Regions from separate parts of the Anser cygnoides genome. Here region 1 is linked to region 2. A link is a contact called in public Hi-C data. All regions are on one chromosome and are shown on one strand. The core of a region is the stretch at or near the end of the contact, and the rest is flanking DNA. Distances in the headings are between cores, read along the strand shown.

Region 1 (3,734 bases), core at 789-3,288, 87 kb before region 2:
TTCGGGCCTCCTCCACAGCCCGTTCATGGCATAGGTTGCCGGGGTCAGCAGCAGCCTGGAGCCACCTCATGTTGCCACTTCCCCTCAGGGAATTAAAAGCCCTCCTGGGCCAGGTTTGCCCTGTGGCATGGGCTGGGGGGATGTGTATCTAACAGCTCGGGAAGGAAACAAAAAGGTTTGTCGTGACATAGCTCCCAAATACTCTGTTCTCCCTTCTCCAAAGGCTTATTGGTGTCACAGTGGGCTTATAGGTACGTGATGTGAAAGGCTAAGGGGGCACATGAGGAAACTGATCCCCCAAGGAAGGTAACCTCCTGCGGTAGGTCCCCAGGTTGGTGCAGCTACCCCATCCTTCCCTTGGCAATGGAAACAGCTGTTTAAAATTTAGAGTACCGTGGCCTAAACCTGCATGTGGATCATGAGTGACCCTCAACACAGCCCCTGCAGCAGGCTCAGGCTGACGTTGCACGGCACAGTTTTGTGAAGTGATTGACTCGTGTTGTCTTCCCACTTTTCAGACACCACGCAGGATCTGGGTTTTCAGAGGGAAGTACTCAAGGCAGTCTAAAAACCAAAGCCTTCTGAGCAGTTCTGTGTGTTGAATATGCAGATTCAGAGGTCCAAACCCACAGTTAGTTTAGAACATATTGACTGGAATATTTCAAATCCAATTCTTCATCTTTTAATTTCTGGGAATAATTCTGTTGACATCACTGCTGACATAGAAATTGTCAGTCTTTGAATTTCATTACTGTCACTGTGGGTGCCGTAGTAATGGGAGCATTATAATGCTTTCAACTCTTACAACACAAAGAAAATCTCAGCCTTTTTTGAATGACTTGTTTATTCTGGCTGAATTGAGAGAAAATTCTAGCCTTTGCTTTTGTTTTGGGTATCAAAATTAGAAGTTCGGTTAAATGGTGATTTTATGCAATTTTTTTCTGCAAATCTAGATTGTTTCTTACTTACCACAAATGAAAACAAAGTGAAGTGTAGCAAGACTTTAAAATGCTAGCTTTTCCAGATGCGACACTTGAGGGCCAGATGTTCACAGAAAAGACTTTTGGCTTCCTACCAAGGTATCAAAAATGTTCAGGACAAATTAAAATACATTTTGTTAATTGCCAAAATCCAAACAGAATAAGAAAATATTTTGTGAAGAGAAAGACCATTATTCTGACTCTATTCTATTACACTGATGATAAGGGTTGAGTTCCATACTCAGACTGGTACAGATCCATAATAATTCTTACATCAATATCTAGTTCATATTTACACTGCTGTTCAGGCAAGGGAGCTGAATATTGCCTAGGTTGTTACCACAACTTTGAAAGCTTGCAGTTCTCTCAGACAAATTACCTGAGATTAAGCTTTTAAAAGGTTTACATTAGTTTTAACATGTACATTGACTCATTCATTATTTCAAATTGAAAAAAGTCTGAGCAGTCTGTGGAAAAATCAAGTCATGTTTTGATACTGGTTACATCCTGCTAAAATATTTTCTGAAATATAACAGTAAGTAGAAAATTACATTTAAAAGATATGTGGATATATCATAATCCATGAACTAAATTTGTTTTAACAACCTAACTGCAGGCATGGAGCATTAGAAATGCTAACCAATGAAAAGAAAGACTTTAAATGAAAATTGTAATGGTGAAGTCTAATTTTTTGATTAACCTCTAAAAGGACAACAATGAGAAGTAGAAAACTTGCTACTCTTTTAGAAAAAAAAAAAGAAAAAGCTGGATGTTTCTCCATGTACAATCCTTGCAGCCATGTCTAGAAAATGGGAGTTGTCTGTATCAGATAAATCCCTGATTGCATGTATTATCACTTTACCAAGTTTTCCAGACCCGGCAGGATACACTTTGAGCTCATGTTTGGAGATAAAAGATAACATTTGACATTCAGCTAAACCACATGCAATGTCAGATCCTGCAAACTGAACACAACCCGTCCATGTTGACTTTTCTCTGGGGCCAAAACTCCACTGCACAGTCCCTGCATGGTCATCGCCCTTCCCTGAGTCCAGATCCAGCTGGTTGTCCGAGGGGTTCCTGCCTACAGACAGTAAAAATCGGAGAAGTTTGCTGCAGGTGAGACTGACATGGGACTGCATCCTCCTCAAATGTGACTCTAATGGACTCTGAATGACCCAGGCACTGTTAACGTCATTAATTTGCCTTCTGGAAAGTGAATCTAAAAACTTGCACAGTTTGCTTTTGTTTCAATACTCCGCTAACATTCGTTCAAAGTCCATCAAGATGAACGAGCAAAATACTGTGTTAATGGTGAAGAAAATATGTTTTCGTTTAAATTTTTCAAACCACCTATATAAGTTTATTCTTTAATGGGCGGAAAAAAAGGAAAAAACTGATTGAGTAGTTGGTTTGAGTTTTGTGCTCTTTTGTATTGGGCCTAAAATGGTTTGTTGAATTTAATCTGAATTTGTGCTTTTAGTTCCCACATACCTGTTAATTTCTGTAAATAAATTTGTTGCTCTTTTACACTAATGTTCAATATTAGCAATAGAAATGAGTAAGAAAAGATTTTTTTGTGCATCAGATTTCACGACATAGGAGTGCAGACTGTGCTTCAGTGTTAAATTATTAACTATGGTGTATAATACTAATGACAGAAATAGCAAGGTAAAGAAATCTATACATATGATATTTATTGTTTAATACATAAAATAGTTCACTTATGACTAAATACAGGAGCAAATAAAATCTGGAATTGAAAGGGAAAAGGACACAAGATTATATTTTCAATTTTAGTGTAAGCTAATGTTAAAGGAATATTGAGTTCTTGAGATGCAAATCTTATCTCTTAGATCATTCCCAAAAATCGAAGATACAAATTCAACATTAAAATGTTATCTTGCAAAGCAGAAGGTTTAGAGCTCTTGCTCAGCAGTCCCCCAGCTGAATTCCTCAAACAGTAAAACTACATGCTTACCTTTGCATGGGCACTTCAAAAGTAGAAAATGCACTGTAGACTAACGGCTTCTGAAGAAAAGGAATCTAAATGTGCAAAAGAAATGACAATACTGAGTAATGGATAAGATAGGGGAAAAGCCTTAATTGGCCAGTGAAGCTCTTTATACCTTCATTGCGAAAACACAACCTCTGTGATTGTGTTTTGGCCTCTTGTTGTGGTGCCGAGTCGGGGAACTCACTGAGTGGAGAACTTCTGTGAGCCAGAGTTCCCCTGAGCATCCCTGCCTCTGGCAGAGAGGCTGTCCCGCCTGCTGTTTGGGATCTGGGAGCAAAAACCCTACAGGACTTGTATCGGTCACTGGCTGTCATAAAGCCAAAACGTGCCACTTAAACTTGAACATCTGCACACTGCAAATTAAATTCTATAATTACCATGCAAAGCTCTACGGTATGAGGAAGAAATACGTCTTGGTGTTCCTCATTAAGGTCCAAGGTGAAGTATAAGACATGCTGATAGTTTTAATTGTGGTATAATTTTGCCTGGGGACGACGTATATGTTTATAATATGGTGATTCACAACACCTTTCAGAAGGGGGAATACATACTTACTGGTATCTGCATCCTCCGTTGTGGATAGATGGTTGGCTTTTTTGTCTGGCTGAGGTGACAGCATCTTTTCAGGATATGTTGAGCAAAGGATACTCTATTTTTTCATTATTACTGCCTCACTACTATCGTGTTACTGTTGAATCTGACTGAAAATATTAGAAAAAGTAGATGAGTATGGAATG
Region 2 (3,955 bases), core at 810-3,309:
CATTGAAAAGGGGGACTTGTTACTTATTTTAATTGTTCTCTTTATCGAAGCAAAAGAGCTAAGGCTATTGAGAAAATCATAGTGCTCCAAAATGAATAATCAGGCAACTTAAATTACATCTTGATTCAATGATGATTTTGTACAAATTGTTATGTAGAGCACGTCTACATAAAGTTTACAAATGTGTGTGTTCTCATCAGTATGCAAAAATCCTAGTAATGGAACAAAAAAGTGTAATAGCATATATTTTAATATGCAGCATTTGACATTTATAGATGATTAGGTAACTTTTTAAAACTTTTAGTCAAGTATTTTATAAAAATATAAATAAAAAGCAGCCCTAAGGTACACACAATTCTTGCCTTAGTAGCTAAGTATTACAACAGAGCCAAAGAGTTACATGACTCCCTTACTGTAATGTTTCAAAGTGTTAGTTGTACTTAACTTTCTGTAAGGAGACAGTGCCAAAACTCTTCACGATTTTTAAAGTAATTAAATTTTACAATATTCTGTGTGTTTAATCACACAGTGACACCAACTGTGTGTTTCAAGTCTGTATTTATGGAGCTCAAGAAAAAAGAGAAGGACAGCTTTATAAAGATGGGATTTATCCACAAGGCTATGAAATGGAAACACGTATTAATTTTGTCATCAGGAGGACTTTTTTTTTAATCCTCCACATCGAATAGAATGAGCTGATTCTGGATCCTGCAGCAATTTTATTTTATGTGGTCAGGTCCCATCTAATGTGGTTCTAATCTTACTCTGTGCCAAGTGAATGCTCTATTGAAACCTCGCAAGCTTTGGTCCCCATGAAGCCAGCATCAAAGTATCTAAAATCTATCTAAATTCTTTGAAGTCAAGTTTCCAGCCCAGGAGATTTTTTAAAAGCATATCTGCACAGAATAATGCTGTCAGATAGAATCTGACAAACTCTTAAGAGTTTACACTAAGCAGTGTATGAATAAAAACCCTGAAACTATTAAGTAGCAGGGGGTTAGGGACTCCTAAAACGATGAAAATATGGAGGGTATGGTGGTCTCCCATTTTAGAATCAAGAATCACGTCCAAGTCCTTGAGTAATATTGCAAAACCTCAATTATGTAATTGAACTGTACGTCAAGGAAGTCTCTTATGCTCTGACTTTAAAGAGGTTTTATTTCAGTAATCAAAACTTGTGCCAAGTGGTTTGTGTAATAAAAAAAAAGCACATTAGACTTTTTTTCTTGATGGAAAGTTAATGGCTTTTGATGGAGCAAATTAAAAACTGTAAGCAGAATAGAAGTATGCTGGCAAAATATTTTTGTTATCCTATTTAAACCCTGTATCGAATGGATGAATTCTTCTTTGTGGCATACACAGGTGATACGGTTGCTCTAGCATGACATGGCAGTTTTGACTTGAATCACGAAAGAAGGAAGGGTTACTGCGAGGTAATTGGTATCATCTGTGCAGATCACAGTTTGTAATCTAATGATTTAAAACACTATCAGAAATGAACTGCTTTGTTTTATATAATTATTATTTTTTTCCCGATGTATCTCGATTTTAATTCTAAGTATGGTTATAAAGGTTTTCTAATCATGATTTTTGTATCCTGCATGATGCGATGAAGGCATTTCAATAAACATTTTTAAAAATAAACTTGTTTTAAACATTCACTCGATTCTTTATCCTGGTGTGTTTGTGCTCGTCTTTCAAATAATGTTGTATACACTTGAACAAGCATGTCTGTGTTTCTCAGTAAAAATGCTACCCTTCCCTGTGTTTCCCAGTAGAAGAGCTACTGAAAACAATTTTTAGATGGCAGTGAAATTATGAGTGGGGACTGTGGTGTACATAGGTGTATTATATAACACACTCCTCATTTTTATGACCCTCCCCGTTTGAGAAACATATCACCAGCCTTGCCTGCGGCATTTATTTGGATATTATAAAGCAAGAACTGCTCAGGGGCCTCCCCCTTTCCCTAATACCCGGCTAGGAGGTGACTCAAGGGCAAGCGGCCACCACCCCACCGTGGAAGCCCGGCGCTTTTTGACTCCTCCCCTGCCTCGGGCCCCATCGTTCCCCAGAGAGAGCACCTGCTCCCCGAGCCCAGCCCCTGTCGGCGCAGGAGAGCCGAAGCGAGGAGGCGCGGGGGCCTCGCACCGCCCTGCCCTGCCGTCCCTCCGGGCCGGGCGGGCAGGTTCCGCCCCGCAGCGGCTGCCAGGAGCCGCGGGGCCGGCGGCAGGCCCGTCACGCAGCCGCCATTTGCCGGCCGCCGCCGCATGCGCGCTCCTGCGCCATGGCGGCCATGGGCGCGGCGCGGGGGCTGCGGGGGGCCGGCGGCTTGTGGCAGCCGCTGCGGGCGGCGCCGGGGCTCGCTGGTAAGGCACAAGCCCCCGGGCAGCCCCGCTGGCCGCGGCCCTGGGCGGGCACGGAGGCGGGAGGGCCGGGGGTTGCCTCGTCGTGGCGGCTCGGGGCGTGCGCTGAGGGGCGGGCGGGCGCTGCCTCCCCCGAGATGGCGGGGAGTGCCGGGGGGGATCGTGAGGGGCAAAGCGGGCTGGGGTCAGCCGGCAGCCCCCTGCCCGGCGGAGCTGCCTTCACCCGCTGCTGCTCCAGGCCCTGCCTATGTGGTGGTGCTGGAGCGTTCCCCAGGGTGTTTGGGGATTTCTTCGGCTTTGATGGGCGGCTGAGCTGTCAGTCGTGGTTGCTGCGAGTCATAACTCAAATTGCAGAGTTTTTGGAAGGAATAGAGTTTCATAGCATCGGGCAAGCATCCTATGCCTTCCTCTAGTTAACGTCTGCTGTCCATACATGGCTTCTGGTACTAGATACCACCATGCACCCTCCACAAGTGCTCCCCTGCTCTTCCCGAGGTCTGTCACTGAAATCAGGAGGAGAAATTACTGGATAGCTCTTCAGTTATTGATGGCTTCGACTCTAGAGTGCAACCCCAGTGAAGTGGGCTCTCTGATGGGCTGGCTGAGGAGGTTGCTTTAGGTTTTTGGGTTATTCGGGTTAGCGTTACTGCCGATGCACTTAGAGTAACTTGTCAAGTGCACGAGACTAGTTCACAAGATAGTTTGGACAGCAGCTGTTTGTAGCTCAGTTTAAACCCTGCCCAGTGTCAGTTTGAGGACACCTCCAGAGTGCTGCAGGATGCTGGCCTGTGGTACCTAATCACTTCCAAGATGGTTATCAAGGCTTAAGGGAGGGACCAATACTCCTAACCCTTTTTTTCTATGAGGTGTAGCAATTCTTGGTGTACCTCTTACTGACAGGTGAAGAAGTGACTGGAGTACTTACAGAAACACACATGAACCAGAGGTTGTAGGGTGAATGCATCTAAATAAATATACTTCTCTTGTGGTGTTTATTCCCCTTCATAATAATCAGTGCATTGGTAGAATAAAGAACTGTCCCATCTTTTCATGAGAGATATAGTGGTTTTAATCTCTAGTTCAAATGGGATAATTTCTATTAGAGCAGAACACTAAACACTCACTGTATGCTGTGTCTTTTCTGCACGTACCTTTGCACTCAAATGCATGTGCAATGGAGGAAAAAAAAAAAAAAAAGCTTGAATACAATCTCTCTGATAGTGAGAGAAAGCAGCAGAACAGTGAAGTGATGTGATGCTGTCAAGGCCTGTTTTTGCAGTGTTTTAACCAATGTTTATACCACCAGGAAGGCCTGTTATACCATTTGGGGCTGTGCAGGCTCTGTACCCTACTGTTGATTAGCAGCATTCAAGAACCAGGCCTCTTCTAACCCAAGAATTAAGAGTGTCAAAGTCTTATCAGAAGTCTAGACCAAGCTTTCAGTTTAACAAATTAATCTTGCTGAGTGGGATAATGGAGTGGATTAATTCCTCTTAACACCTCTCTATAAACCACTTACCTTCACCCGTAGTAAAGATAAAACTTACTGCTAAGACTAGATTAAATACTATAGCAGCCACTGAGATTCA

Evidence for each region. Hi-C and Micro-C count contacts between places; a contact is called where the count stands out from the background.
Region 1: a contact with region 2 is called in a Hi-C map of liver, with 2.8 times the contacts expected there. The contact joins the enhancer-like site here to the promoter of ABHD10 in region 2. A contact is called at or near these places in 2 of 7 Hi-C or Micro-C datasets (both in liver).

Annotation. Positions count from the first base shown.
Region 1 is chr1:91,274,080-91,277,813 of Taihu_goose_T2T_genome, reverse strand. It overlaps LOC125181994 (a long non-coding RNA gene), which reads right to left. Exons shown (of 4, transcript XR_007160792.2): 3 at 2,962-3,026; 4 at 1,440-2,064. Among named protein-coding and RNA genes, the nearest start is that of PHLDB2, 6.1 kb to the right of the region's middle. Within about 2 kb of position 2,038, at least 2 of the 3 cell types and tissues checked have open chromatin away from gene starts, as enhancers often do. A contact at or near this core is called in liver, where this site is marked.
Region 2 is chr1:91,187,293-91,191,247 of Taihu_goose_T2T_genome, reverse strand. It overlaps ABHD10 (abhydrolase domain containing 10, depalmitoylase), which reads left to right and starts at 2,059. Exons shown (of 5, transcript XM_048057396.2): 1 at 2,059-2,369. The coding sequence starts at 2,288. It overlaps PHLDB2 (pleckstrin homology like domain family B member 2), which reads left to right. Exons shown (of 20, transcript XM_048057375.2): 20 at 1-1,661.